Linked DNA regions of Mus musculus: regions 2 and 3 are each linked to region 1. A link is a contact called in public Hi-C data. All regions are on one chromosome and are shown on one strand. Each heading gives the region's core, a stretch centred on a gene start, on an enhancer-like site or on the middle of the called end of the contact. The rest is flanking DNA. Distances are from core to core; before and after follow the strand shown. Region 1 overlaps Chmp2b (charged multivesicular body protein 2B). Region 2 has its middle 14 kb from the start of 4930453N24Rik. Region 3 overlaps Htr1f (5-hydroxytryptamine (serotonin) receptor 1F).

The links. Hi-C and Micro-C count contacts between places; a contact is called where the count stands out from the background.
Region 2: a contact with region 1 is called in a Hi-C map of bone marrow-derived macrophages, with 11 read pairs. The contact joins two enhancer-like sites. A contact is called at or near these places in 6 of 39 promoter capture datasets (the 3T3-L1 cell line, the C10 cell line, hippocampal neurons and 1 more), 2 of 15 datasets of contacts at CTCF or cohesin (large pre-B cells and pro-B cells), 31 of 484 Hi-C or Micro-C datasets (B cells, the Ba/F3 cell line, the G1E-ER4 cell line and 19 more), 10 of 115 datasets of contacts at active chromatin or transcription factors (the NIH/3T3 cell line, astrocytes, bone marrow-derived dendritic cells and 5 more) and 4 of 9 other capture datasets (adipose tissue, embryonic stem cells, liver and 1 more).
Region 3: a contact with region 1 is called in a Hi-C map of bone marrow-derived macrophages, with 11 read pairs. The contact joins two enhancer-like sites. A contact is called at or near these places in 7 of 39 promoter capture datasets (the C10 cell line, the HPC-7 cell line, cranial neural crest and 3 more), 2 of 484 Hi-C or Micro-C datasets (bone marrow-derived macrophages and nephron progenitors), 1 of 115 datasets of contacts at active chromatin or transcription factors (embryonic stem cells) and 1 of 9 other capture datasets (embryonic stem cells).

The regions. Positions count from the first base shown.
Region 1 is chr16:65,547,342-65,551,440 of GRCm38.p6, reverse strand. It overlaps Chmp2b (charged multivesicular body protein 2B), which reads left to right. Exons shown (of 6, transcript NM_026879.3): 2 at 387-478. Among named protein-coding and RNA genes, the nearest start is that of Chmp2b, 13 kb to the left of the region's middle. Within about 2 kb of position 2,295, at least 14 of the 459 cell types and tissues checked have an H3K27ac peak or open chromatin away from gene starts, as enhancers often do. A contact at or near this core is called in bone marrow-derived macrophages, where this site is marked.
Region 2 is chr16:64,754,749-64,758,847 of GRCm38.p6, reverse strand. No RefSeq gene overlaps it. Among named protein-coding and RNA genes, the nearest start is that of 4930453N24Rik, 14 kb to the left of the region's middle. Within about 2 kb of position 2,342, at least 43 of the 459 cell types and tissues checked have an H3K27ac peak or open chromatin away from gene starts, as enhancers often do. A contact at or near this core is called in bone marrow-derived macrophages, where this site is marked.
Region 3 is chr16:64,932,932-64,937,030 of GRCm38.p6, reverse strand. All of the region lies in intron 2 of Htr1f (5-hydroxytryptamine (serotonin) receptor 1F), which reads left to right. Among named protein-coding and RNA genes, the nearest start is that of Gm33971, 61 kb to the right of the region's middle. Within about 2 kb of position 1,905, at least 12 of the 459 cell types and tissues checked have an H3K27ac peak or open chromatin away from gene starts, as enhancers often do. A contact at or near this core is called in bone marrow-derived macrophages, where this site is marked.

The DNA of each region.
Region 1 (4,099 bases), core at 1,046-3,545:
ATGTGTGTTTCTTTCCGACATCCATATAGTGCTGATGTGGAGAGGTGAAAAGGGTGCCCTTGTGTGCGGTGTCTGGGGAGGTGGTTACCTTACCACATGCAACTGTATAGTAATTCCTCAAGATACATTTTTATCTTTATGAAATTTATAGCAGGCAAATTTCAAAAGCACTGCATATTTGTACAAATCTCTCTATTCTTCGTATAACCTATAATAGTTATAATAGAAGTTTTAATATTTGATTAGTTTGTATTATATTAAATTGAAAGAAAATTGTCTAGTAAATCATAGTTTCCTTTTGTGTTACATTCTTAGTCCAGTGTTTTAAGTGGTATCGAGGAAAGTCTTACCGCCATAATTTCAAGGTCCTTTTGTGTTCCTCATAGATGTCATAAAGGAACAGAATCGAGAGCTGCGTGGCACCCAGAGGGCCATCATCAGGGACCGAGCAGCCTTAGAGAAACAGGAGAAACAGCTGGTGAGTAGAACGTCGGTCGAGGTTCAGCAAAACTAGATGATATGTTAGTAATTAGAGTTGAATAATTAGCTAACGCAAGAAAGCAATTACGAGAGGTAAGCGATTTACTTAGGAAGCAGCGTTCAGTCCTTTGCGGAATCTTCCTGTTTGTTACTGTGTTATTTGACTTTCATCAGAATTCTGTTTCTGTTGATACAGAATCAAATTATTCTGTAATTTTGTAAAACTTATAAATAGTCTCGGGATAAATATTTCTTAAAACAGATCCATGTTTTTGACATTAAAATGAAAAACAGTCATGTAAAACAAAAGAGAGTAGTAAATAATATCATAGCTCCTAGGTGGGTTTTAAAGATTATTGTTCCACGACAGTTAATTTTTAATTAGATGAATGTGGTTCATCTTAAAATTTCCTTTATGCTGTATTTTTGAATGGATGTTATCCCTGATCATAGAGCAGCTTTAGTGGGCAATAAGAGGCAAGCAATAAATTCTATATATTTAGAGTATACCATTGCCACTTGGATGTAAGTATATTCCCTGAAACTGTTACTCCAGGTCACTAATTAACACGGCTGTCATTCCCCAGTGAATACCCTCTGTCCATCCACTGTCTCTTTTCTTTCGGTGAGAACAATACAAAGGTTCCTAGGTTAGTGTGTGTTTCCAAACTTGTATAAAGATGAAATCACAAACACACTCCTTTCTGGTTTCTTTCAGCACCATTATTTTGAGGTTAATCATTCCTGGTGCATATATGATGGGTACATATGTTTCCTAATTTATCTGCTTACTACCCAAGTACACAAATGGGTGCTTCCAGAGTTTCCATTAAGTGAAGTTACTATATATATATTCAAATCAAGTTTTCTATATCTTCATTTCTTCTGGTTAATTACTAGAAGTGAGATACATATTTAAGAAAGTGTTAAACAGTTTGCAAAGTGTCTGTAATGTTTTTTTCTTTGCACTGGCAGGATGAGAATTGCACTGTTGCAAAAGCTGGAGTGCAGGTCTTAATTTGAACCATTCTGTACTGAGTTAGGAGCTGTGACCTTAAAGTGCGTCTCCCTAGTCATTACTTAAAGTCTCCCTAGTCATTACTGCTGCTGAGCTTCTGTACCTCAGGGAAGCAGCTATAGCCTGCCACCTGCGTCAAGGCCATAGAAGGGTGGGATTACTTTGTAGGTAGAGTTCCAAGCAGTTGTGATTCTCCTTGCACACAGGGTTCCTGGGAACCAAGAGGGTGCTGGGAACTAAGAGCAAGCAACTGCCTCTGAGCCATCTCTCCTACCTCAGCGATGCTTTGATTAATTTAATAGCTGTGTGTGCTTGGGTACAAATATCTCCAGAGAACACTTTCCAGATGTGGTCTTCAGGATCTTGACCTTGTCTTCCATTTTTAAAATGTCTCTTGATACAGAAAAGTTATTTAGTATGATGAAAATAATTACAATTTTCATCTGTGGCTAACACTCTTAATGTATTAAGAAATCTTGGTCTAGAAAAATTCAGTATCATTTCCTCTTATGATTTCTTTTAGAGTACTTAAAAAGTAACAACTGCATTTTTTGTTTGTTTTGTTTGTTTGTTTCTTTCTTTCTTGTGTTTGGTGCTGGGAGAGCCTGGTTTCTCTGCAGTGCTAGATAGAAGGGTATACTTTCTTCACGTGGCGATCTGTAACCTCTATAGCACCTTTCCTTGCCTTCTCTGTAGCAAGTCAGATTTCAAGAGTGGGCTCCTCCTGAACTCTGCTGTACTGATAGACTGTTCTCAAGCCTCTTACTGTGGTTTCATATCGAGGGGTAAAGTGAGAGAGACTTCCTCATTCATTTAGGCACGTCCGTTTTCTCAGAATCCCGTAGGCAGTGGTTCTCAGCCTTCCTAATGCTGAACTCTTTTCATACGGTTTCTCCTATGTGCTGACTCCCAACCATAGCAGTATTTCCATTGCTACTCCATAACTGTAATTTTGCTATTGTTAGGAATTGTAATGTAAATATTTTTAGAGCTAGAAGTTTGCCAAAGGGGGTCACTACCCCGGTTGAGAACAGCAGCTTTGGGGTATTTTAAGTGCTTCACAATTCCACTGGAGACATGAGAACAATCCTGTCACTTATACAGAAAAGACTAGATTTTGATTGGAGTTATACTAAATGTGTGAATTATTTGGAAGAATAAACACTTTTACAATAAGTCTTACTGTCCATGAGTGTTTTTATACATCTCTACTTTTTTAGATCTCTGAAATTATTTATTTTTTAATTTTCATTTTTTGTCCTTGCAGGTATATAAGCCTTGTATTTCCTTGGGTGCTATCATTTTAAGAAAAAATAAACTTCTGATTATTTTTGACTGGTATCCATATAGATGTGCCATTTTTTATGTGTATCTTGAATTCTCAGCTCATTTATTCTTGTAACCTTTTGTACATGCCATGAGATTTCTATATCAGTGGACCATACCATCACCAATAAGGAGGGCTTTATGTCTTCATTTCCTGTCTTCCAACCATTTTATAATATATTTTTATGAATTAAGAATGTCATACTGTGTGGTTTGATTGTATTCATCCCACATTCCTTCCACTAATTCATTCTAGACTGAATCTGCCTCAACTTCATATCTTCTCTCTACTCCCCAATAACTTAGAGGTTACACCCTGTTCAGTTATTAATGAAATCTCATATTCCCCACCGCTATCCCACCCACGAAGTGAATCTGCTCTTTCTTTGTCCAGTGTTCTACACTATAGACATTGTCCACCCACTGGTCACTGGTTCCCAGATCAGCTGCTGCAGCGCTTGCCGACAATTAAACCACCTTTTGCTTTAACAATGGGACTGTTCAAAAGATGCTGCTGAGAGTTTCGATGTAGCAGAGGAAAGCTATGCATTCCTCTCCTTAACGGGAGGCAAAAGTTTATCTTAGTTATGTATATATAGAAAAAATTAAACATAGTACAGTAATGGTTTAGCTTTGCAGCTTCAGGCATCCTGGGATCTTGCCACATCACTATGGATGAGAGAAAGCAACTGTGCTTGTTTGAGTGTTTCTCCCTTCAGTGTTGGCAGCTGTGATTAACATATTTTGAAACACATGTACGCTCATATGTACAAACTTAGGAGTTACCTGACAGCTTAGCTTTAGTACTGGTGTTCTGAGATGATCCTCTTTACTTCAGTCAGTAGCCCTTGTTCTTACATTTATTTGCTCTGGTATTAGTGTAGCCATTCCAGATACATTTGGTAAATATATAATGTATTTTCTACTTTTTACATCTTTCTCTTGTGTTTAAGTTTGTTTTTTTGAAATAGCATATAATTACGTTTGCTCTTTTTTTTTTGTTTGGGTTTTTTGTTTTGTTTTTTTGGTTTTTGTTTTTTGTTTTTTTTGGTTTGTTTGGCTTGGTTTGGTTTGGTTTTGGTTTTTCAAGACAGGGTTTCTCTGTATAGCTCTGGCTCTCCTGGAACTCACTTTGTAGACCAGGCTGGCCTCGAACTCAGAAATCCACCTGCCTCTGCTGGGATTAAAGGCGTGTGCTACCCTGCCCGGTACGTTTGCTCTTATATGTTCCAACAGTTTCCTTTTAATTAGGGTGTAACGTGGAATGTTTCAATG
Region 2 (4,099 bases), core at 1,093-3,592, 790 kb after region 1:
CTTGAAGAGCCGGTTATTTTAAGACTATGAGGTTATGTGGCTCTTGTACAAACAGTTCAGTTCTACAGAGCTGCTTATCTCTTCACCGTCATCTCGGTGGTTTGCCTACTGCAGAAACTGTTGGGGTTTATTTAAAACCACATCCAAATACTGTGGCTGTTAAGAAAGAGTACTCTCTGGAGCTAACTGACAGGCAGACTGAGAGACCATCTAAGGCTATCTATGGATAGATTTGTTTCTTTTCCTGTACATAGGTGACCATATTATTGAAAGAGACGGCCTGTAGTAAAAAATATTTACATAGATTGATTACTAAGAAAGCCAAACTTTATAGAGTTACCTGAGAAACCTGACTCCAGAAGACTTCCGAGAGGCCAGCAGTTTGTTATTTCAGGGCCGTTGGAGCGACTGACAGATCAGCCATGTTGCAGCAGCTTCTGCTGTCCATTGACTTCTTTTTATTAAATGTATTGTCTGGCTAGTTAGCTAATAATTTGACTACCTATCATGGCTGGAATCTTGGATTGAGTGAAAATGAGAAAGGAGGAGCCAGAGAGGTGGCTCAGTAGTTAAGAGCATTTGAGGCTCGTGTGAAGGACTAGAGTTTGGTTCCTAGCTTTCAAAATTGCCTACCACTGTAGCTCCAGGGAACCTGATATCTTCTTCTGGTCTCTTCACCATCATCTTGGTGTTTTGTGTACTGCAGAAACTGTTGGGGTTTATTTAAAACCACATTCTCTCTCTCTCTCTCTTTTAAAACCACATCCTCTCTCTCTCTCTCTCTCTCTCTCTCTCTCTCTCACACACACACACACACACACACACACACACACACACACACACACAGAGTGACAGAGAGACAGACACATGGACACACACACACCACTGAACACACAATAGTAGTTTGTTTTGGAACGTATATTGTCAGCGGCAGGACGGCATTCACTCTAGAAGCCTTCTTTGCATTCCAGGAATAACTGCCAACTCTTCAAGCCTTCAAAGGCCCATGAACTAGGCGTGTTTCCACTTGCTCAAGAGGCCTCTGGCCGCATGCACTCAGGTGTGGCACAACTAGTTAAAGGGTGTCACTTGATTACATCCCTTTCTGCAGCAGGGCATGCTGACTGAGTGAGCCAGAACTCTTCCTGCTTTCAGACCCTGGCCGTCCAATAAGCTGCTCCATACAGAAAGGAGGCTGTCTTCGTCAGGGTTTTACTGCTGTGAACAGATACCATGACCAAGGCAACTCTTTTGAGGACATTTAACTGGGGTTGGCTTACAGGTTCAGAGGTTCAGTCCATTATCATCAAGGCATGGTACAGGAAGAACTGAGAGTTGTACATCTTCATCTGAAGGCTGTTAGGAGAAGACTGGCATCCAGGCAGCTAGACTGAGGGTCTTAAGTCTATGCCCACAGAGACATACCTACTCTAGAACTGCCACTCCTCAACACGGTTGCCCGTGACATGAGCAGACCTGTACCTCTGACCTCAATGACTGAGCGAGAAAAAAGGGTTGAAGAAGCTTTACACCCAGCCCCCGTGTCCTCTTGTCTTAGTTTGCTTTAGCTCTTTTCCACCTTGACAGTCTGTGGGGTGTCTCAGGATTGTTCTCCAGCATCGCTCACTGTCAGACACTGGGCCTTCCCACAGCAGTCTCTGATGTGAGGACTGATGAAGTGGATGTCTCGAGTTCTGATCCTCCATCCAGGATGAGGGGCGCACAGACCGACTTCCACCACCAAATTTAAGGTTGCCAGAACAGATGTGTGTGTGTGTGTGTGTTCTATTTCCTGTTACTAGACCCTCCAGTCTGCTGTCACCAAGGCCAATTGTACTGTCCTGACTTGTTTCGTATTTGGGGCTTCGGGGTTTTCTTCCCAACAAAGACTAAGAATTGCAGTTTTACATTTTTTAAAAAGTTTATGTTTTGTTCTTTGAGCCTCCCCCCTACCCCCGAAAAGACAGGGTTTCACTGTGTATCCCTGGCTGTCCTAGAACTTGCAACTCACTTTGTAGACCAGGCTAGCCTCAAACTCACAGAGATGCTCCTGCTCCTGCCTCCTGCATGGTGGGTTTAAAGTTGTGTGCCACCATGGCCCCCCTCACCTCTTTCTTGATTATTGACATCATTCCCATCATTCCTCTCTTTCTTTCCTAAGAATTTAGTCTACACTCTGATATCGTGACTTTTGTTTTTCATGGGTATTGGGGGAATATATAATCAACCATCTGATCGCAGTAATACCCAATAAATCTCATATGCCACCATGAGTAACTGAGCTACCTCTAATGGTGACAGCATCCACGTGGGTAAATAGGAATGAAAACTGGTGTAGCCACTAGGGAAGTCGGTGTAGGTTCCTCAAAATACTAAAAATAACGACTACATGACTAAGCTATTCAGCTCCTACATATAAATACCCAAAAGACTCTAAGTCAACGTACCACAGAAATATTGCTGGTCCATGCCTATTTCTGACTATTCTCATTACCAAAGAAATGGAACAGGATTATATATTACCAGCAGATGAATGGATAAAGAAAATACGTATACGTATGCACAATGAAGTTTTATGAAGCCATGAAAACATTTTAGATCATGCAGGAGATTGGCAGAAAAACAGGTGCAACTGGAGATCATTACATTAAGTAAAATGAGCCAGCTTCAGAAAGACAAATATGCCATTTTTTTCTCATATGTACAATTTCATTCTCTATCTCTCTCTCTGCCTTCCTCACTGCATGTGTGTCTGAAAGGGGACCATGGGATGAGAGGAAGAGATCTCAAAGCTAAGCAAGAGATGAAGGGGGACAAAAGAGAGTAATGTGATGCTAATGACAGAAGAGCAGAACCTCTTAGTGGGAGGCAGGGGACCACTTCCTCGACATGAGAGTAGGGGCACTGGAGGAGAGGGATCAGAACACAGTTCAATGACATACATGTATGAAGATTCTATAAGGAAATAAATGCATGCCTTTGTGTGGTAACTTAAAAAAATAGAGGAGAGAAAATTTGCCAATGTTTCAGAAGACTTCAGACTTTTGAGCAATGCTGGTACCAAGTCAAGGAAAACAATTGCAGATAGACTGAAGGTATCTTGTATTGTGAGAGGTATGCGAGCCTTTTTAAATTGGGGTGGAAGATTATGGCTTAGATTGTCAATATCTCCTAATGTCTACTATGAAAAAAATGGCCAAAGTTTGGGCTCTTGTGAAGATTCTGATCTCATGAATGGACTAATTTATGTTTGGACTCATGGCTTAGTGAGTTCTAGGAAAAAGGCCTATAAAAGTGAGCTCTCTCTATGTTTTCTGGTCATGATGTGATAGCTTTGATCTGTTATTTACTTCCCACCATAGATGTTCTGCCTCATCACTGGCCTGTGCACTAGAGCCATCCAAATGCTGACTTTTGCCTCTGAAACTGTAAACAACCCCCCTCCCCCGAATAGGTAAAATTTAAAGATTAAGTGAAGGGTTATAATATAAACAAATTAGGGTTTTCTTAGTCAATTTTGAATGAGAAGATATATTTTATTTTCTAAAGTAAATTTGTTCCAATTAATGGATTTGTCCTGCTGACACAAGTTACTGATTTCCTGAGGATTTTGATAAAAATTCTAGTTTTTCCACTCTTGAGTATTAACTTTAAATCATCAAATTTTAATTATTTAAACATGTAGACTAGATTCCATTTTACTAGAAACAAATTTATAAAGGTCCAGATAGCATGAGATATATTGCAGATGGCTTCTTCTTTGCATCTGCATCCCTTCTTGGTTGCTCACAGTTTTTCACTTAGTATTAAGAAGAATTAGAGCCCTTTATCCTTTCCTTGCTCAGCACCAGATGTCTAGGATGCCTCTTAGCATCATCTGGAAGGAAAGCCCCCTTCGCAGCATTGCAAAGCAGAATGTGGAAATTTACTGACATCTTGTGGCCAAGTCAGTTCTCCGAGTGTTTTCTGTCCACATCAAAGGATTGGCTTCCTATTGGTCATCCAACAAAAAAATACATCTGTCTGAAGGTCCTGAAGTTTGTGATAGTTTTGAAGTCCTGTCTCAAAGAGTTGCAAGTTAGCAGCAGAGCACTTGTCG
Region 3 (4,099 bases), core at 656-3,155, 610 kb after region 1:
ACTCTCTGTCTCTCTACCTAATTCCCTCACACATAATTCTCTCCCTATAGTGCTGATTCCACATTTCTGAGAACGTTTGAAAATACCTTACTCAAAGCCCATGCAAATTCTTCTCTCGGGGCTGGAGATGGGCATCTGTGGTAGAGTACTTCTCTAGCACTTGTGAAGCCAGAATTTAGTCACCAGTACAAAAACAAAAAGCAAACACAAACAAAAAACTCAGAATTGTGCAACTTTGTGGCTAGCACTTCAAATTAATTGGCATGCAAACAGAGATAATTAGTAAAGAGAAACGATCAAAGAGAAATGAACTTGGCAGAGGCCACTGAGATGAAAACTACCATAGGATGCCCAGCCTTTCCAGTCTCCTCCTCAGCTCCTTGATGACCCCTCTGGATGCCCATGACTCTCTGTAATGGAGTCACTTGGTTTTGTCCTCCTTGTCTCAAACTGGATTGATTGGATTTTATTTTTGATAAGCAGCCATGCCCTTTATAAGCTCACTTCAATCCAATTAATAACTTGAACTTACAGAAGGTCTGGCTAGTAATACATTTCCATGCAAATATGCTCCATTATGTGGTCTTTAAAAAGATGTTCTGACATCTGTTTGGTAGTCATTTCCTGTGCCCCCTTTACCTATGTGTGTGTGTGTATATATACATGTGCATATATGTGTATATACATATATATGTATGTATGTGTATAAAGTTAACTTCTACCCAAAAGAAAAATACCAAATTATAAATAAAACAATGGAAAGTATAAGACTGAAGCAGGTCAGATAAGACCACAGTAAATTTAGGAGGATATGTGTTATTTCATATTAGGCCTTGCATAGACACAAAAAGCATTTTGATAATATATGGTATCCCTTAAAATAAAATCAATTGGCATATGCCAGGATCACAAGATAATGATGATATTTTAGAACAAACCTATGAGTAGTCACTTTTGCAAGACACGTTGAAGACATGGGACCGGCAAAGATTTAGTACAAAATGCCAAAAATTAAATACATTAAGTACATTACTGTTACCTATTAACCTGCTTTGAAATAATGTGGTAGAACTTCTTGATTTTTCTAACTGTAACATAGTAACTAGTTGCCAATGTTCCCTTACCCTCTCACCATCTACTCTCACTGACCTCTGGTGTTCACCATTCTACACTCAACTTCTACAAAATGGACTTTGGGGAGGGGGGCACAGGTGAGGTAGGATTTCTGTATGTAACAGCCCTGGCTGTTCTGAAACTCTCTTTGAGGACCACGCTGACCTTGAACTCACAGAGATCTGCCTGCCTCTGCCTCCAGAGTGTAGATATTAAAGGCATGTGCCACCGCACCCAGCTCCAAGATGGACTTCTTTAAAGCTTCCTGTATGGGAGAGCTCATGCCGTCTTGCCATACCACACTTGCTTCCCTTATCATAACCATAATAGATCTTTTTTTTTTAAATTCTCTTTCATAAGTGAAGGAAACTCCATCCACTGAATGCTAAGCATGTGATATTTACAAAATAATTTGCCATGATAGTTATGTAAAACACAAGAAACTTTATTCTCACATAAAAAGAATAGAAGTCCACCCTCTCTACAGAGTAGGTCAAGATGTATCTGTGTTTATTTCCAGAGCAAAGATCTGAACAGTAACGAGTAAGCCCCTTACCACATGAAGTATACTAAGGGAGTGATAGCTAAGCATTTATAATAAATCTTTAGCAACACTTCTTGCTGTGTGACTTTTATTATCTCTGCATTATAATAATGAAACTTGGTCTTTGAAAGCCATTTTCCTGAGTTCATATTAATAAATGAGGAAGCAGGATGGTTAAGGACATTCTGTTGGATCCGGGGTTCCTCTCCCAGTGTGGTACTTCATACTGCTATGGTTTGAATGAATGTCACAAAGTTTCTACTGTAGAAACTTAAGTCCCAGTGTAACAGTGCTGGGAGGTGGGGCTTCTCCACAGCAGTGTGTTAGTTGTCATTTTTCTACTTTCATGAATTAGTGTCCCTGTTGCAAGTGTATTTCATAACAGAAGTGAATTTTACACCCTTCCTCTTTTTTGTCTATCTTTGGCCATGTGGGGGCAATGCAGTAAAAGGCTCTTGAAAGGGTAACAGTCCCTTGCTTTTAGACTCCCCAGATGATAGGTAGATAGATAGATAGATAGATAGATAGATAGATAGATAGATAGATAGATAGAGACAGATCAACACTAGATACACAGATAGATAGATGGAGATAGATAGATGATAGATACATAGAGAGATGATAGATGATAGATAGATAGATAGATAGATAGATAGATAGATAGATAGATAGATACAGATCAACACTAGATACACAGATAGATAGATGGAGATAGATGATAGACACATAGAGAGATGATTGATAGATAGATAGATAGATAGATAGATAGATAGATAGATAGATAGATAATAGGTAGGTAGGTAGATAGATACATAAAGAGATGATAGACATAAATAGATATGATAGAGAGAGATAAATCTACACTAGATACACAGATGGATGGAGATAGATGATAGATACATAGAGAAATGATTGGTATATAGATAATTGATAGATAGATAGATAGATAGATAGATAGATAGATAGATAGATAGATAAAGATGATATAGACATAGAGCCATTTAAAATAACCTAGTCTGCAGCATTCTCTTAAAAGAGCACAAAAAAGACTAAAACAACTGCCTTGACATTCCAGTCTCAGACATAAACATAGGCTCTTATTGTCTTCACACCCCTACTTCTGCCATAACTTTCTTCTCCTCCTCCTCCACCCTCCCACATGCTTGGCATCCTCCTTGTCTGAGTCTCAGCAAGAGTCAAAGAAACAGTACACACTGTACTGTACAGAAATATTCCTATTTGCTTCCTTTCCTGCAGCAAATGCTTCCCATATCTAAGAGTTACACTGAAGTTTTCCCTAACATAGCTGCAATTTAATCCCCCCTCCCTGTCAACAAGACGACTGAGCAGCTGTCCCCTGAAAGTAAGAATCAGAACATTTGAGCAACGTAATGTGCATCTATGTTAAATACCTCCTAAGATCACAATTGGTATCTTCAATTTAAATATTTTTAAAATTAAGGGATGGTGATATGGCTCAGTGGCTCAAAGCACCTGCAATGAAGCCTGGCCACCTGAGTTCACAACCTGTGACCCATGAAGTAGACATAGAGAACCTACTCCCACAAGTTGTCTACCTAGCACCCACGTACACGATCTACCACGTGTGCTCCCATACATATACATACATATACAAGCATATACATACACACAAATAAATAATTAAAGAAATGTTTTTAAATTTTGGCTAAATCTGTCTGATGAATCAACAAATTGGTGTCAATGACCAGCAGAGAATAGCGGTGTTCTCAAAGCACAGTCTTATGGGCTGGCATATTTATTAGGGAGAGAGTCATTGTTAAATGACTAACCATGACTCATTTGCCTCTTGACAGGTAGAGAAAACTTTTCCATATGGAACAAAGCCACTGCTACAGTTGATTACATAAATCCTCCTCAAACATCACCATCTTTTCTCTAATAATAAGGCACAAAGAGAAAAGAAGGGTGAAGAATTAATTTCAAATAAGCACTCCAAGCACGGTCACTTGAATCAGGGACTGGTTAGGAGATGAATCACTGAGAATACCATTGGATTAAGCAGTTTAATTAAGGTCTTAGAGTTAACATCAATTTCTAGGCTAAAACATAAAGAACAGGGAAGTAAAACCCTATCCTCAATCTGCCACCTAAAGTCAAGGAAGCACCCTCAGAAGACTTTCCCCACAGATCCTCAAACTAGGTCCTCCCCAGAGGCCAGCCTGGAAAGATGCAGTGGTTTTCACGTGCACTGCTATGCTGCATAGCCAACTACACCTCTGCCAGGTCCACCTTCTCTTCAGCCTTTCAGTCTTGTATATTGCAGGGTATTGGACCTCATACATTGACTTGGGGCGAGCAGGAAGCATGAGAAGATTGGAATTAGACCATGTGTGCATGTGCATATAATTGCATATACATATATGAATCATATAGTGTGGCACCAATGTACAATGGAAGTTT